Regions from separate parts of the Xenopus laevis genome. Here region 2 is linked to region 1. Evidence: chromatin contacts called from public Hi-C data. All regions are on one chromosome and are shown on one strand. The core of a region is the stretch at or near the end of the contact, and the rest is flanking DNA. Distances in the headings are between cores, read along the strand shown. Region 1 holds the start of wac.L (WW domain-containing adapter protein with coiled-coil). Region 2 overlaps LOC108718775 (MAGUK p55 subfamily member 7).

Region 1 (3,233 bases), core at 491-2,990:
CTGGTCAGGTGATCTCTGAGGCAGCACACAGACCATCACGAAATGGTGGCTCAAGGCAAGAGATGTAAAAGAGCAATATTTACTTAAATATATATTCCAGTTTATTAAGATTCTTTAATATGCCACTTAATATGATATGAACTATCTGTTGCTTAAGTGTTAATTTTGGGAGTATAGTTTTCCTTTAACAAATCCAAGATAGGGAGTTCCTGTGACAACATTGAAGTCCTAGATCATTACTATTTACTGTTAGGGTTCAGTTCTGTTTTAAGAAAAGACCCCTATCAAGCACTGTGGCCTTTGCACTGGGGGAATTCTCCTGGTATGGACGACCACATTGGGGCACACGTATTTGCTTAATGAGCGAGGTGGCTATAGCACTCTATAAGGGACTTATCTTAAAAAAAATTCTATTGTTTCACCTATCTGCACTGAAGGCACTGTTAGCCTGCACCTCTAATAGGGGAATTTTTTTTTGGTGATAGGCGATCTTTAATTAGCCTTCCCAAACTCAAAAGTCACCCTCCGCCTATGCCGCAGTTCAAGGCAGCCATCTTCTTTTCTTCGATAAACTTCTGAAGCAGACCTTTGTTTTCGGCGCATGCACAGTTGGAGTAATTGTCCAGTCCCGAACAATTGCACATGTGCCGACAGTCACGTAAATTTCCGAATTTTCCCCCGGGTACCACCAAGGCTGAGGGGGGAGGAGGGAGGGAAGGTCTACGAAGGGTAGAGGATAGAGGTTTTTTATGTTATGGGTTTGTTTCTCCTTTAAAGGGGTGGTTCACCTTTAAGTTAACTTTTAGTATGTTATAGAATGGCCAATTCTAAGCAACTTTTCAATTGGTCTTCATTATTCAGTTTTTTTTTTATAGTTTTTTAATTATTTGCCTTTTTCTTCTGACTCTGTCCAGCTTTCAAATGGGGATCACTGACCACATCTAAAAACAAATGTTCTATAAGGCTAGAAATGTATTGTTATCGCTATTTTTCTATAACAACTTTCTATTCAGGCCCTCTCTAAAGGCATGGGATGATAAAAGATGCCGACAGACAGAGTTGTCAGCTTATTGGCCCGTGTGTGGGGCCATCCGATGGGCTTCCCTGATCGATATGTGGCGGAAAGTCGGCCATATCTCAGTTGGAAAGCGGGCGCAATTTGTGCGTTTATGCGGTTAATCCAACTGCCCATATCGCCTCCATTCTGATCCTATCGTTGGGCCCTAGGGCCCATGATGAGATCAGCCCGATATCGCCCACTTCAATGTCAATGCACGGTTGCTATGGTAATTTGGACCCTAGCAACCAGATTGCTGAAAATGAGCTGCAGAATAAAAAGGCTAAATAACTGAAAAACCACAATTAAAAAATGAAAACCAATTGCAAATTGCCTCAGAATGTTGCTCTCTACATCGTACTAAAAGTTAATTTCAGAGTAAAAAAACCCTTTAATAGGTTGTCAAACGCGATTTGCACCTTTATTGTATTCGCTAAACAAGCTAGAAGAATTAGTCTTTCAAAATAGTGCCTGCATGGCAAAATGTATTATATCAAACATCCCCAGTTTGCTCGGTACACGTCTACTCAAAGCAAAACCTGAGAAGCCCGATTTTCGTGTATTGTAATTGTGAGAAACAAATAAAGTTTTTTTTTTTTTTTTTAGAAAAAGGAAGCAGTGACGTAGCTGTCTGTAGGAAATCAGGGCGGAGGAAGGTGAGGTTGGGCTGAGCTTGCGCGCACTGACGCAGGAAAGGCTGGTGTGCGCATGCGCTCACGGATGAGTCGGTTTTGGTAGAGTCGCTGCGCGTCCCCGGAATATCCGCGCTCCCACTGCTTGCGTCGTGCCGTCTGTGTCTGTGTGTGCGGGGGGGAAGATGGATCGCGGGCACTCGCCCCATTAAACACATCGAACCCCCTGTATAAAGTCTCCCGAGCCTTTTAAAATAGAGGCGCCCACTTCCCGGATACCTCCGAAGGTTTCCGAGTCCCGCCGCCTCCCGGTGGTCGGGTTTATTATTATTATTATCCTCATCATCTCCAGCCCTCCCCCTCCTCCTCCTCCTAGCTCTCTCTCTCGCCTCCACACCCCACTCACACACGGCATTGATGGTAATGTATGCAAGGAAACAAGCGAGACTCAGTGATGGGTAATGCACCGCTTTCTCGTTACCTCACCCCCTTCTCCCTCTTTCCTCCCCTCTGGCGGAGACGCCATTTTTGTTGCGAACCCCCCGAGAAGTGGAGGCGGGAGGGAGCCTTGTCCCCCTCTCTCTTTATCCACCTCATCGTCTCTAACGGCGCTTCTCTCTCCTTGTCCTTTGCAGCTGTCACGACCGAAGGGACTCCCAACCCTACCAGGTATCGCCTACGAGCGCCGCCGCTACTCTAGCTCAGGCTTCGGCCTGTACAGTAGGCCCCGGATCGGAGGTTTGACTTTAGTACTGCAGCAATAGGGGTAGTAGTCTGTGTGAAACCAACTTGTCAGCATTCTCTCCGAGGCCTGTCTATCCCGCGGCCCTTCCAGCTGCATCTATATACCTGTCTCCTATATATACCTGTCTCCTATATATACCTGTCTCCTATATATACCTGTCTCCTATATATACCTGTCTCCTATATATACCTGTCTCCTATATATACCTGTCTCCTATATATACCTGTCTCCTATATATACCTGTCTCCTATATATACCTGTCTCCTATATATACCTGTCTCCTATATATACCTGTCTCTCTATATACCTGTCTCCCTATATACCTGTCTCCGGCAGCTGCACATGAAAGGGATAGTTTCCTTAATATGAACTTTTAGTATAATGTAGACTAACATTTTCATTTGCCCTTTATTTTTACTTCTATTTATGCTTTTTGAATTATTTAGCAATTTTACTCTGGTTGCTTGGGGTTAATCACTCTAGCAAGTAGGCAGTGCTTTTTTTTGACAGACCAGAACATGGATAGAAGGGTGTCTGAATAGACACATAAGTAATAATAAACCTGTATCTTAACAGAGCAACAGGTTTGCATGGGACAGCCACCCCCTCCCACACTGCCAGTAAGCATTTTAGATGGAAAGAGGCAGAATAACCTATTTAAATAAAATGAAGACCACATAAAAAGTTGTCAAGAACAGGCAATTCTGTAACCTACTAAAAGTTAACTTAAGGGCAGAGACATGTGGAGATTCGGGTAGAGTTAGTCGCCCGGCGACAAATCGCCTCTTCTTCGGGTGAT
Region 2 (3,233 bases), core at 444-2,943, 78 kb before region 1:
AACTATTGCCACTTATTCCTTGACCTAATAAAGCACAATTTCCCATTGAAATGGGGTGCTGCAGTATTTATGTGGTTATAATTTAAGAAACCCCAGATACTAGGTTTGAATCCCAGTGAACTTCCTATGGCTCTAAACTCAGCAGGAATCACCCCATGGCAGAGGGACTGCAATTAAAAGAGATAGGCGGGCAGAGAGCAGATTTTAAGGGCATGGAATGGGGCACAAGGTGCAGTACAAGAGTGGGGTCATGGTGGTAATCAGTGTCAGACTGGAATGCCAGGGGCCACCAGAAAACCTTAGACCGTGGGCCCACTTTCTAAATCAGGGGTGTAACTACAGAGGAAGCAGACCCTGCGGTTGGAGGGGGCCACAGGAGGTATAGGGACCTCATAAGGGCCTTAAATAATAAGCAATTTCAACATATATTGGTAAAAAAAATATTGGTATATTGGTAAACAATGGACAACCTCTAGTTATGTTGGAGGCCCTAAAATTAATTTGGTTTCAGGCCCAGTAACATCTAGTTACAACACTGTTCCAAACTATTATTTCTCCTCTCCTCACTAAATGGTTAGAAGTAAGAGGGCCATTAACAACTGGGCCCACCGGGAGTTTTCCTGGTATCCCTGTGGGCCAGTCTGACACTGGTGGTAATGCCCAACAATCTCCTGAAAATCTATGCCCACATGATACCCAGCAATCCAAGCTTCAGATGAGCCAAAGACTCCATCATGTGTCCTGCCTGGGCTCATTGTGAACAATTTTAAAAATATTTACTCAGTATCATCTTTGATTTAGTTAATGGTGTCTACATTCAAGAGCACAGGTGGTTTGACATATATTTGTTTCTCTTGGAAGAGCCTTTTATCGGACAATGAATATGCAAGGTCATGGCTCAGAGTGAAGAACAGAAAGAAGTAAGAGCTGCTTCCCACAATGTCTTTTCCCCACTTCCATAAATGCTGCTCATTAGGAGAGCAGGGAAGCAGCAAAGGTATTAAAGCTGCCATCTGTCAGCAGAATCTTGGCCACCGTTCACTGAGCACAACATGTACAATATGTAAAGACACTGGAAGATTTCCACAAAGAAGAGCGAGCCATAAAGCCTCCAAGAGATCGATGGGCAACCATTACTATTTATTATTGAGAGCAGTTAGCAAGTGCACAAATGCTGAGAAAGAACAAGAGCTCAAGAGTTCAACAGGCAAAAACCTAAAACTAGTGATGTTTGTTATGAGAAGAGAGGGGTTGCTCTGTGGCTTTGTCATTGGCTCAGACTTTGCATCAGTTCTTTGTAACCCTGATGTAGGTTGTAATTTGTTTTAATAATAAAATATCAGTTTAGCAATCTGTATATTTCCTTAATGTGGGTATAGTTCATGAAGATGCCTCCAAGGTCAAGTGTCTAGATATTAAATCCACCAAATCTCAGCTCCCCACAGCACTGGTTTCATTTATACATAGTTCCAGAAATATCCTGGGCAGGAAACAAGTGTTAACCTCAATTTTTTTCCAAAATTGACCTTCCAGCTGAGTTTCAGCTATCTCTAATACAAAAATTAGACATTCTCCCCAAATCTCACACTAACTGGTCTTCATCCTCAACCCTTGCCACTGCTCCAAGTCCAACAGTTTGGGAACCACTGCCTTACAGTGTGGCTTAGCCCTGAACAATGACATTCTACCAAAAAGGGATCAAATGCTTTAAATTTCTGGTGGACCTGTAGCAATTGCATGGGCTGGCATTCAGGTAAGGAAATATCCACAAATGATCAGCATAAAATCCTTTATTACTATTAATAATGTGAGATATAATGTGATATTATTATTTAATGTGAGATCTAAATTACAGAGACTGTACTTCTGTCTTTTATTATGTTATAACTATACCATGTCCGAGCTGATGTGCTCCTATATAATTATGACCAAGACCTTGGGATGCGCGTCCAAGTCTCTGATGCACTTCTGTAATTTAATTTCTGTAATGTAACCTTCCCACTGTCCTTGAGGCTTTGCTTTAGATTTAGCACTCTGTAATCTGTAAACCTCACATTTCATATGGGTTTTATAAAATCTTGGATTTGTGCATTTCAAGCTTTATTCCTGTATATTACACATGATGCAGACAAAATACTACAGTGAAGTGCAATCAGAATGGAACCTCAGGAACGGATAAAGGGGAAGTACAGATTCATCAGCACACAATCGTTGCACCAACATAATTCTCTGAGATAGACCCTAATGAGATTGACACTACTTTGGTGTCATTAGGACTTGTTGAGGAAACTAGGCCAAACAATGTTGTTAATTGCTAAATTGTTATTTCCGTTTTATGGCAGGAGAGGGATTGCCCACTCCGTAAATTCTTTAGAAGACAATCTCCTATTATAGTATGGGCATGGGTTTGTTATTTCTTTGTCCCCAACATAAAGGGACAGTCTGTGTAAGCCTCTATTTGCATTGGATGTATAGTATTACAGCGTTTATATGGGCTTTGTTGTCATTTAGTGAAAGGAACCAACATATCCTGAAGTGCAAGCCAAGAATGCCTTTAGCTCTACAACAACTCCCAGCATTGAATGATAACTCAACATACAGACCTACTGTGTATACATATTTACATACATAGCTCCTTGTTGAAGCAATCATTTGAAAGACATGGATTTAGTAACACAATACATTTTATAAACACATTACATATATTCAGCTCAGTAACCAGACTTGCATTTCACCTGGTACCAAATTCATCTCCCAGTACAGGTATAGGCTGGTTATCCAGAATGCTCGAGACCTGGGTTTTTCCGAATAAGGAACGTTCTGGATAACGTGTTTCCAGATAACAGATCCCATACCTGTATTTTCCTAGTGGAAAGCAACTGTATGTGATCACCATGCTGATAAGTAATAATGTTTAAGGGAATAGCCTGGGCCAGTGTTTATACTTCATTATAAATACAATTCCAGAAATTACTTAACAGGTGACTTAGGAGTCACCCCTGTTTTTGTCAGTATCATAATAGCCAGTATGATTTCCTAATTTGTCATTGACAGGTACAACGCACAAATATAGTAAATATAATTATTCTTTCAGATTATTTAGATAAAGAAACAAGCTTTGTGGCTGATGAATAAACAGATATACAGGCACCGGATCTGTTATCTGGAAACTCGTTATGCAGAAAGTTCCTAATTAGGGTAAGGCCATAGAGTCCGTTTTAATGAAATAATTC

What was found. Hi-C and Micro-C count contacts between places; a contact is called where the count stands out from the background.
Region 2: a contact with region 1 is called in a Hi-C map of the XTC cell line, with 5 times the contacts expected there. The contact joins the enhancer-like site here to the promoter of wac.L in region 1. A contact is called at or near these places in 3 of 4 Hi-C or Micro-C datasets (the XL177 cell line, the XTC cell line and animal cap).

Annotation. Positions count from the first base shown.
Region 1 is chr6L:23,482,924-23,486,156 of Xenopus_laevis_v10.1, reverse strand. It overlaps wac.L (WW domain-containing adapter protein with coiled-coil), which reads left to right and starts at 1,740. Exons shown (of 13, transcript XM_018267207.2): 1 at 1,740-2,147; 2 at 2,325-2,427. The coding sequence starts at 2,107.
Region 2 is chr6L:23,560,586-23,563,818 of Xenopus_laevis_v10.1, reverse strand. All of the region lies in intron 3 of LOC108718775 (MAGUK p55 subfamily member 7), which reads right to left. Among protein-coding and RNA genes, the nearest start is that of LOC108718775, 53 kb to the right of the region's middle. Within about 2 kb of position 1,693, at least 1 of the 7 cell types and tissues checked has an H3K27ac peak or open chromatin away from gene starts, as enhancers often do.